2 separate regions of the Gasterosteus aculeatus genome follow, and region 2 is linked to region 1. A link is a contact called in public Hi-C data. All regions are on one chromosome and are shown on one strand. Each heading gives the region's core, a stretch centred on a gene start, on an enhancer-like site or on the middle of the called end of the contact. The rest is flanking DNA. Distances are from core to core; before and after follow the strand shown. Region 1 holds the start of rxfp3.3a1 (relaxin family peptide receptor 3.3a1). Region 2 overlaps uacab (uveal autoantigen with coiled-coil domains and ankyrin repeats b).

The links. A called contact is a pair of places that touch in the nucleus more often than the background predicts.
Region 2: a Hi-C map of skeletal muscle shows a contact between it and region 1, with 3 times the contacts expected there. The contact joins the enhancer-like site here to the promoter of rxfp3.3a1 in region 1. A contact is called at or near these places in 2 of 6 Hi-C or Micro-C datasets (both in skeletal muscle).

The regions. Positions count from the first base shown.
Region 1 is chr12:20,339,229-20,344,750 of fGasAcu3.hap1.1, reverse strand. It overlaps rxfp3.3a1 (relaxin family peptide receptor 3.3a1), which reads right to left and starts at 3,523. Exons shown (of 1, transcript XM_040168763.2): 1 at 652-3,523. The coding sequence starts at 3,247. The coding sequence ends at 2,261. LOC120812541 (E3 SUMO-protein ligase PIAS1) reads right to left here. Exons shown (of 13, transcript XM_040168655.2): 13 at 3,791-5,522.
Region 2 is chr12:20,383,920-20,389,377 of fGasAcu3.hap1.1, reverse strand. uacab (uveal autoantigen with coiled-coil domains and ankyrin repeats b) reads right to left here. Exons shown (of 19, transcript XM_078085637.1): 14 at 5,031-5,067; 15 at 4,886-4,929; 16 at 1,912-4,590; 17 at 1,540-1,692; 18 at 664-729; 19 at 1-290. The coding sequence ends at 219. Among protein-coding and RNA genes, the nearest start is that of uacab, 27 kb to the right of the region's middle. Within about 2 kb of position 2,552, at least 1 of the 9 cell types and tissues checked has open chromatin away from gene starts, as enhancers often do.

The DNA.
Region 1 (5,522 bases), core at 2,274-4,773:
TCTGCCTTTGCATCCTGCTGAGACACGTGAGACGAACGTTGTTCAGCTCATACACCAGTATTGGATCATTTCCCCCTTACTCTCATATAAGTAAACAAACCAATTTTCCTTCAAATTTCTTCTTTTTATATCTTTATCTCGAGAAACATACCGATTCATGCACTGTGTTTGTTTTAACGAGTTATAAAATATGAACAGCATCAGCAGCAACTTGTCCAATAATTACGAAAAAATGGAAAACTGAACGTCCCTCTGAATGGTTCTTCCTACTATAAGTGGCTCACTTATCAATCAACGTAGTGCCGACATTTGGTTCAATTGTATTCGGCAGCCGGGGCCCGTCCTGTGAGGCGAGCTCTCTGTTATGAAAATGTGTTGTGTCTGTGCGTCTCACCGATCCGCTCAGTGTGTCGAGTGATGAGTGATAGTGAAGAGCTCCTGATGTTGAGCAGGAAGCCAATCAGAGTCTGTTTGTGCTGCACGCTGTGTGTGTGTGTGTGATGATGATGATGATGATGATGATGGCTGAGTATCTCCTCCACAAACTTCAATCTGCAGTTCAGGGAGAAACTTTGTGATTAGACTTACAAGTTAAAACCATGCAATGGACTCCACTTGTTATTAGAGAGGGAAACTAAGCCGCGTGAGTTCACTTGGGTACATTTTTATTATCACACGTTATTTTACAGAAATCATTTTTTAAACATTCTGTTGTTGAGCTAATAACTTATTACAATGACCCGTTTGGTTATTCAGCGTTCCGTTGTACTCAACCCTCGCGTTGGTTGCAAACACCAAGATGGCAATTTCAGAAAATCCCAAATTCAGGCTTCAAAACGTGAGTCCACAGACCAACGGGGGAGACAGCGGCCGTTACACGACGCATTGGTTGGTGGGCGGCGGTTATGGAGACTCCGGTTTAATCATTGCCATCTTGGGATTTGTTTGTTGAAGTCAATGGCAGCAAGCATTCAGTATCTGGAGCGCCCTGTGGTAGAGACGCCACTGGTGACAAGCTTTCATTTAACATTTAAGTGGGACCCTTTACGAAATCAACTACACGCTGAATTCGAGAAGGCTTGAGAAAATGCAATTGAGAAATGAACTCCTATTCATGTTAATAGCGAGAAGCAGAGACCGCTGGCCAATGGAGGGCAATGGAGCGCCTCTCCTTGAGCCCCAAAAATAAGAAAAGAAACAAAAATATATTAAATTATAACAAACGTCAATTTTCGAACTATGGAACATATGAATATTTGTAAAATATGACATCTACATACAATTTAGCCAATCAGCGTCCTTAAATGGACTCATTGGAACATTGGTTTTGCCCCAAGTTTGCACGCTGTGGTCAAGGAGGATGCCATTTTGAAGGAAGTGAAGGAAGTGAAGGACGGACTTCATCACCTTCAAGCAGACGAGACGACGGACATATGGACAAGACATATTATATTGCACCGGTTATTATTCTATGTATATTTTATACTATACTGAATTTTTATACTATACTGAATTGCCTACTGAATTGTTTTGCATTAAATCAACTTGGGATCTTTGCTGAAAAACCAGCTGCCATTGTAGAGAATTAGCATGATTTTCCTCATTGATTTATTTTCTCAGTAAAATCTGCGCAAGAGGAACCGCCCCCTGCTGGTCAGTAGGAAGAATGCAAGTTCAAATCCCTTGAAGAAAAGCTAAGAAGAAGAAATTGCGATTGCGCTAAACTCATCCCAGAGGAGCTTTTTGTCTGAGCCTCAGGAGGCTCTCTGGGGAGTCGTGAGTATGCGTGATGGTGCTTTGGTGGGTCACATGTTTTCATATAAGACAGTCACAGATGGATGTAGAAAAGCGCGGCTACACCTGTTCAGCTTACAATGCAAGCTATTGGTAATTAATCACCATTCTCAAATGCGCACACACGTCAAAGGACTCACTAGAAACACGCCACTTGTAGTGTAAATTTATCCGGCACTGCCACGGCCATAAATGCGCTATGCGTAAAGCCCAAGAACCAGCGAAGAAGGTGTATATATATGCACATCAAAGGAAGCTACAGTAGCAGGGCTTTAAAAACAAGAAGCGCACACTGAAATTACATTATTCTATAATCAGAATGAAGTATCCTGGCATACGTAATGTTGCTTCTTCTCATTGTACTCTCTGAAAACCTCCTCCTCCTCCCTCCGTGCCTCGCTCACCGTGCGCACCCGGTGCGTCTTGGTCACTCTTGGTTAAACACATCACAAAGCTCCATAAAACATCACCCTCTGTGCATCAGACCCCTCAGTTTATTCCTGAACTCCTTCCTCATCAGGCAGTAAATGATGGGGTTCAGGCAGCTGTTGGTGTGAGCCAGACAGACGGTCAGAGGGAACACGTAGGTGTGGACAATGTAATACGCTCTGTCCCAGTGTGCGACGTTCAGTTTGACCAGTACACTCCACAGGGTGATGGCGTGGTTCGGCATCCAGCACAGGAAGAAGGACAACACGAGGATGGTGACGGATCTGGTCACTTTGGATCTGCGTTTGGTGTTGCTGGTTTTCATACTCCGGCTGTTGATGAAACGCAGCAGCAGGATGTAGCTGACGGACACGATGGTCATCGGCAAGACAAAACCCACGAGTATTTTCTGTATGTGATAAACGGCCAACCAGTACTGCCCACCGGGGAACCTCAGCAAACAGAGATTTTCCCCAGTTACGTTACTGAGAGTTGAGAAAATTGACGTCGGCGCAGTCGCCAAAGTCGCCAGTGTCCAAATGATTGCGCACGTCCACCTGGCGGAACAGGACCTCTGCGCGGTTCGGTTTTTCAGGGCCGAGGAGACCGACCAGTAGCGGGTCACGCTCATGGCGGTGAGAAAAAACACGCTGGCGTACATGTTCATCACGGTGACCGACAGGATGATTCTGCACATGGCGTCTCCAAACGGCCAGCTGAAGTCCAGCACGGTGTCCACGGCCCAGAAGGGCAGAGTGAGCACGAACTGCAGGTCCGTCACGGCCAAGTTGAGCACGAAGAAGTTCACCGTGGACGTCTTCCTCTCCTGTTTGACCCTGATGAAGAAGAGGACCAGCACGTTGCCCACCAGACCCGCGGCGCACACGACCGAATAAACACTGCAGATGAGGAGCCTCAGAATCGGGCTGCCGTCGGCTGTCACGTCGATGTCCTCCAGGCTGCCGAAACAGTCGACCTCGACCAGTGAACTGTTCCAACAGACGCTCCCATTCTCCTCATCCATGATGTCAGCGGCTCGGGGACTCTCCACGCTGCCTATACTTCGGATGGATCAAACATTTCTGTCCAAGTAGAGCTGGATGTTGGAGTGACACGAACACCCCCACCTTCCTGTGCCGGTTTGGCCCCTCGTGTCTTTTATAAGATGCACCATCACCCGACATCACTGCTGCCAGATCTGACGGTGCGTCCACTCTGGTTGGCATTTGGTTTGACGCGATGGCGCGTAACGTAGTGCACTCATCGGCTTCCTTCCTTCACTTTCAATCAAAAGTTAAACCTCTTCATGAATGATTGAATACGTTTGTGTTATATAAAGGTCTTGCCACAGACGGGAAAGCGTCGGATGGAGTTGACAACGCGTGCGTAATTTGTTCTTCGGCCTCGCAGCGCAGGTCCCGCTGTGTGAAAACGTCACTCTGACGCCACCCAGCGTTCACTGCCAAGTGTAACAGACGGGAGGTTTAAAAATGTAATTTGACAGTAACCTTTTCCTCCAGAAGGGATAAATCCCAATCCTTTGAAAATAATGGAAAAGACAAAGAAATAACATAATGCATTTTATTACATCTAAACGTCTCTACATAAACAAGTAACATTCAATAAGTAAACAATTTCTTCAATGCAGGTAATAAATATTTTCTTTTTTTTACACTTGGTATATTTGTACAAACTGACAAGGGTCTCCTGTACACGTCCTCTCGTTGACTCCTCCAAAAGCCTTTTTATGATTTTTCTGGGATTGGACCCGTGAAACAGAACCTGTGAATGTTTTAAGGCAGTGAGTGCAGATATCAACTTAAGCCCGACTTGTAGATCCTTGCTCTTGTTTATTGGCCACAGTCCTTTTTTTTTAATAATAGTACAGCTGTTATTTTCTAAAAAATATATAAATTAATTTATTCTCTTGCTCTGAATTGACACACAAAAAGCATACAAACGGACATCAGGCACCCACGTTTGGATCCCAACTCTCGGGTTTTCATACGGACACAAAACACACACGCTGGACGTTTTCCCTTTTGACCACGGCGAGACGTCGTGACAAACACGTAAGCTGCTGCCCAAAAAAAACGCTCTGCAGGTACTGCGCACACATGTGGGACTCCAGGCAGCAGCATCTCGCTTGTCCATCCCTGCATGCAATCTGTTACTTCACCAAAAAATTAACACCCCCCCCCCCAGCATAATAATGACAGTTCCTCCCTCAGACATCTGGCGAGTGTGCACCACAGGATGGAGCTTTGAGTCCAGTCGGTAAGCCCATGCAGAGCCCAGCGTGTGGAAGTTTGAGATAAATGAAGTCGTGGTCAGATTCATGCATTCATTGTCACGCCTTCACACACTGGCGATTCATCTTCAGTGTAGAACGTCTGGGTAACTCTTCATAATACGAAGGTACAAACACACAGGCTCACCGTGATTTGATGCGTGAAACAAACCAGGGTGTGTGGTGAATTATGGGATGAGTTCACGCATGACGGACATTCAGGTGATGAGCTTAAAAGTTACGTCATGTCGGAATAGGATGATCGATGCTAACGTGCAGATGTTCACCAGGTACAATGTTCAGCAGCATGTTGACGTGTGCCAATCAGTACAGCTCAGTACAGTATGTGAAACGATGTCAGGATCTGCACAGTAAGTTGTGTTTCATCCTCTGGGAACGAGGAGGTCTGTACATAAGTGTCCCTTTAATGGAGATATTTAAGTGGGGAAGCAACTGACCTCAATGACCTGACAACAATACCAGAGATTATTCAGATAAATGAATAAGTGAAGTAACTTTGAGTTCATTAATAGAATCTATTAAGCGTTAACTAATCACATACGCCCCCGGTGACCTGGTCAGCAACAGGAATTAATAAAACATCTGGAAATCATTCATGATGAAATGAACATGTGCTTTGTGTCCTCGTTATTCTTACCATATTTACTCATGTGAGCTACTGAGAGAACACACAGGGGTCTTTCTACGACAAATAACTAATCCGTACCTTTAAAAACAAAAACAGCTTCTGACAAACAAAAATAAAATACATTTTAAATAAAGACAATTTAAAAACAACAGCTCCCAAGTGACAGTGACTGACGCGCTCACCCGTGGAAATCAAGCCATGTTTCAAAAATATCATATGTAGAAATAAGAACACAAAATAAATAAAATACTGCACGACGCGGGACTGGTTCAGTGTGAGAGCCGCAGGTTCCACCGCAGGAGAAGAGCAGGGAGGGAAATGAAAGGTGTCGGTAGAGAAGAGGGCCGCGTTGGGCGACGC
Region 2 (5,458 bases), core at 1,303-3,802, 46 kb before region 1:
ATTGATATGTGGGAGCTAAAGTGCAGCCACACTACTACTACAAAAAAAGCCTGTTTCGGAAATTTTGCCCAATGACACATACAGACACACACACGCACACAAACACACACGCGCACAGGGCACCCACAGGGGCCACAGCAGGTGAACTCAGCAGTGGGAGGTGTGAAAACGGTGAATCTGGGTCAGCAGGCAGCATTTTGTTTTGTCGCAGGAAGCTTTCAACACACAAACTCTTGTCTCATGCGGATGATCTGCAGCAGAGCCGCCTGCACGTCCTCGTCCATGTGGCCCTGCGAGGGAGACACAGTCAGTAATGAGCTGTAGTTCATCCACCCACAGCGTCTCAAAGCTTTGTTCCCAACTATAATTCTGCACTCGCACCTTGATGTGTTTGCATCATTCAGGCGTTCTTGTTTTCATGCACTAGTCGTTACCAAACCAACGGCTGACTGTGGCGCATTTTGCCGTAGTGTAAAACATGCAAGGGGAAATCTCTGCTTGTACCAAAGTGAAGTCATGACTCGATAGATCCCATAACGCCTTTCATTGGTCTTCTCCAGGTCGTACATTTAATGTGCTCTGCCAGTGTGTCATACAAACTAACATGTGTGAACAAACGAACTAGACCGTCCTCCTCGCTAGACGGTAGAGAGTGAAACGTACCTGTGCTGCACTGAGAAGATGAGTCCGATAGATGGAAACCACGTCTCTGTGTTGCCTCTCAGCATCCTTGTGGAACAGAGGAGAAAAGCACAGTCGTTATTACATCTTGTACTTATGTCCACCTGAATGTTACGATGAGGACAGCACGCATTTCTTTCTACAGTATAGTATTTTTTTGTCATGACGTTTATTGGCTGGGTTTGAATACAGCAATGGAGACGCTAACTTATTTTTAATCTCTATTGATCAGGTAAAGGAGGTAAACATGCTTGAATCACCATGATCACATGCAGAACAATCCAAAGGTCACCTCACTTTAACCGTTAATTCAATACTGTTTCACTCGCTGTTATTCTGGTTTTGATTGATTAATTTGCCTTAAATATTATTATTATTTGTTATAAAATTTCTCATTTGTGTTACTTTGTTCCTCTTGTTTTACTGCACTATATTGTGAATTAGGTCTCTCCATCATTACATTACATGTCATTTAGCTGACGCGTTTATCCAAAGCGACTTACATTGCATTTTTAACCCATGGCTTTTTTGCCCAGGGAGCAATTAGGGGTTAGGTGTCTTGCTCAGGGACACTTCAACATGGGACAGGGAGCAGCTGGGGCTCGAACCACCAACCCTGCTGTTCCCGGCGCACCCTCTCTACTCCTGCGCCACGTCGACCCATCAAATCATTTCTTGGTTAAATAAGGGTTGAATGAATGAATTCTGAAGCCCTATTATTAACAAAAATACCCAACCACATAACGCATGGATTGCAGAACTAACAGTGCAAATGGTATTTAAATGAAGTCGTGAACAAAAACACTAAATAAAGCAGAAACGGCAGACGTGAATGCCATTCTCCGTGTGTCCACTCACAGCCAGCTGCTGCTGAAGGCTCTTGATCTGGCCGTGGAGTGTGTCGATGTGCTGCGTCTGTCTCTTGTTGGGCGCGTTGCTTGTGTACGCCAGCTGGGACAGACCGTTTAGTGCCTGCTTCAACCGCTCAACATCTGTCAGCAACTCCGTGATCTGAGAGACACACAAAACACACGTTTATTAACAGACCTTATAACAGACCTGAAGAATGTCATCTCTAGAAACAGGTCTTATATATTGCAGATGTCCCGTCCCCCCCCCCAGACACACTAAATGAAATTTAGCTAAAAGGCAAACACACACAAACACACACTGCCTGCAGCAGCAAATAAAGTCAAATGAATAAAAAAAGAAATTCTCATTTCTTGTCACCTTTTTGTCTTTGGCCTCAGTCTGCTGAGCGGACTTCTGAATCCCCCTCTGGAGATCACGGATGGTGGCGAGCGACTCGTCGTATCTCTCCTTCAGCTCCCCAATTTCCCTCTCGATGGCGCGGCTCTTCTCTTGGACCGCCTCCATCTCCGTCCGCGCTCTGCTCTCCCCCTCCCGCGCCCTCGCCGCCTCCCGGCGGGCCTCTTCGCTCTCGTCCGTGGCGCTCAGGAGCCTGCTGCTCAGGTTGGCGGCCTCCTCCTCCAGCCGCAGCTTCTCCGTCTTCAGCTGGTTCATTTGGTCTTCTTTGTAGTTGATTTCCTCGAGAGTCTGCGTGGCCTGAAGGAGCTCTGATTGCAGCGCGGACACGTCCTCGGCCCTCTGGGCGCCGTTCTCCTCCTCTTCGCGGAGAGCCAGGCGGAGCTTAGCGACCTCGGCCTCCAGGGCCTCCTGGGCCTCGGCGTGCTGCCGCAGCAGAGCGGCCTGATCCCCGCGGCGCTCCTGCACATCTCTCTGCAAGACGCTCGCCCTCTGGGCCTCCTCCTGCTGAGCCTCCCTCGCCTTCTGGCAATCGGCCTGGGCTTGCCGCGCGGCGTCGTGCAGCGCCTTCAGCTCGGTGTCGTACGTCGCAATTCGGGTCAACTCCGATTTCAGACGCTCCTGGAGGTTCTGGATCTGAGCGTCGCCGAGGGCTTTCTGCTCTCGAAGCTCTTCCTTCTGAAGCGCGGCCTCGCCGTGCTGCCGCTCCAGATTCACCAACTTCTGAGTTAATGCCTCCAGCTTATCCTTGAGCTCCTCCCCCACGTTGCGGTGCTTTTCACTGGTAGCCACAGCGGCGTCCAGCCTCTGTTGGAGAGATTCGACGTGGACCTCGAGTTTCTCCTTCTCCTGTTCCAACTCCTCCCTCGCAGACGTTTCTCTGTTATACTTCTCTTCCATCTCCTGCAGCTGGACGCTCAGGTCCTTCACCTGAGCGCTGTGGGAGTGTTCTTTCTCCTCGGCTGTTGTCAGTGGAATAAACCTGGACTGAATCGCCTCCTGAATGGTGTCAAGCTCTTTCCTCTGAGCTTCCAGTTCTTGAGTAAGCTTGGCCGTTTCCTGCTGAGCCGCTGCGTAACTTGCCGACGCGTCGCTCGCCAGTTTCTCCGCCTCCACCACGGCGGCGTTCAACTTGTCTGTGACAGCTTTGTGCTCCTCCACGCTCACATAGTCTCGTCTCATCTCCAACTGGACTTTCTCAAACTTCTCCTTTAACTTTTCGTGTCTTTCTTTCACATTCTTGAGTTCTTCCCCACTTTCTTCACCCTTGGTCTCCAACTTCAACCTCTCGGCCTCGGCGCTCTCTAACTCCATCTTCACTTGCTCGTGCTGCCGTCTGGGAACGTACTCTCCTTCCAAGCTCCGCTGCAGAGTCTGGCTCTGCGTGGTCAGCCGCGCACACTCCCTATCCCCGTCCTCGCATTTCCTCTGCAAAAGTTCTAGCTTCTTCGTCAGGTCGGCGTTCTGAGACCTCAGAGCGTCCACCTCGCCGAGGTGCCTCTCGCTGGCGCTTCGGAGGCTGCCGATGTTCGCCTGCAGCGCCGGCCTCTCCGACTGAAGCTGCTGGACCTGCGCCTCCGCTTTTCCGCAACGTTCGCCAGCTTCCACCAGCTTGTCCTCCAGCTCCTCCAACGCCGACGCCATGTTCCTCCGGGCTTCGTCGTGCGCGTTCACGGGAACGTAGTCCATCTGGATCCTGCTGTTGAGTTCGTCCAGCTGCTCTCGCAGCATCTCTCTCTCCTCCTCGCTCTCCTCCACTTCCTGAATCAGCGCCTGGCTTTTGGCCGTCACGTCCGACAGCCTCCTTTTCAGAGAAGCGTTCTGCTGCTCGAGCGCCGCCTGCACGGCGCCCGCCGCGCCGCGGGAGGACGGGCCGTCCAGCTTGCGGTTGAGCTCGGCCACCTCCTCCAGCACGCGGTCGTAGTCTTCCCTCAGCTCGGCGATCTGCCGCTCCTTCTCGTCGACCGCGTTGCTCAGCAGGTTTTTCATGTTGTCGAACTTCTCAGCCGGCACCGTGTTGCCGCATTTGCTCTGGGTCTCCTTCAGGTGGGCTTCCATTTCTACGACAACAATCGCTAGGTCGTCTCGGTCGGCGGTCACGGCCGCCAGCTCCTGGTTCAGCTTCTCGGCCTCCGTGGCCAGCTGGTTCTCGCTGCTCTTGTACTCCTCCAGGGCCTTCTCGCTCTGTTTGAGGCGGTTGCGAACGCGGCACACTTCGGCCGACGCTCCTTCGTACTTGGCCTTGACGTCCTGGAGCTGAGCGCGCAGCTCCTCCGTCGCCTGGCCCCCGAGGTGTTCCTTAACGGCGACCACGTGGGCCTGCAGCTGTTTCACCTTACACTCGGAATCCAGCATCCTCTTCTGGACGTCCCCCAAGGCGTCCTCCAGACCTTGAATCTGCTGGTCGGCCTGTTTCTGGATGGTGTCTCGGCTGAGGACCAGCTCCTGGCACTCTCGGGTCTTGCGGTTCAGGGCCGACTGAAGCTGCGCCGTCTCCTCGTCCGCCGCCTGTTGTCTTCTCTTGACCGCCTCGAGTTCTCGTTGGAGGGCATCCAGCTCCGCGGAGATGTGCCAGCCCACAGAGGGATGGTTCTTCTCTGAAGGTCTGGACAACGAGTGCGACAAGGCAAGATTCTGGAGCACCTGCAGAATGTGGGGAAATTGTATTTTATTTGAATTGACATTCATTTTCATATGTACTTTATTTGAGAATATGGAACGTTTTAATTGCTTAGTGCTTCATTCGCAAATACGGTTCCTACATTTTATTTTCTTTGAAATAAAATCTCTCATTTGCAAGAAAAAAAAGACAAGATCTGAATACTGGACAAAGGGTTTGATTTGTATACAGGTCCTACTCAGGCCACCTTTGTTACCTCAAACTGCTCAAATGCAAACTACCAACCCCGTACTTCAGACGAATAAGATATAAATGTACCTGATCAGAGTCCAGGCTGTGAGCTTGTTTGACCAGATTGTTTTCTTTACCTGCAAGAAAAACAAAGTGCAACAACGTGAAGCTCCGAATTAGTGACTGTTGACATCATTAAGAATCGTTTGATTCCATAATCTCGAGAGATGACGCTTGCCTTTGATAACGGACTGTCCAGAGTAATCCCCCTGGAATACACAGAACAACAAATAGTAATTACTAAACGGGACTTGGAATACATTTCTATTTCCAGCACGGGAAACAACACTGTTCATCATAACCTTTTGGAGGATGTGACATTAAGGTTAAATCAGCAGCACCCAACACATGACCACTGCATCATTGCAGCGACAATAGAAACATGACATGATATACTGCCTTAACCAGGAAGCATCTTGGTCATGTTTTGGCTTTCATTAAGACAACGGCAGCATTGTTTTATCAGCAATGATATCGTTTGCATTTAGCATACACATCAAAGTTCAAACCCGTCCTTTGTGTCCAAATCATTTGTCTACTTGGTGGCTGAACCAACACTTGTCTTAAGTCTGATCACAAGTCAGATGAAAGGCTCCAAGT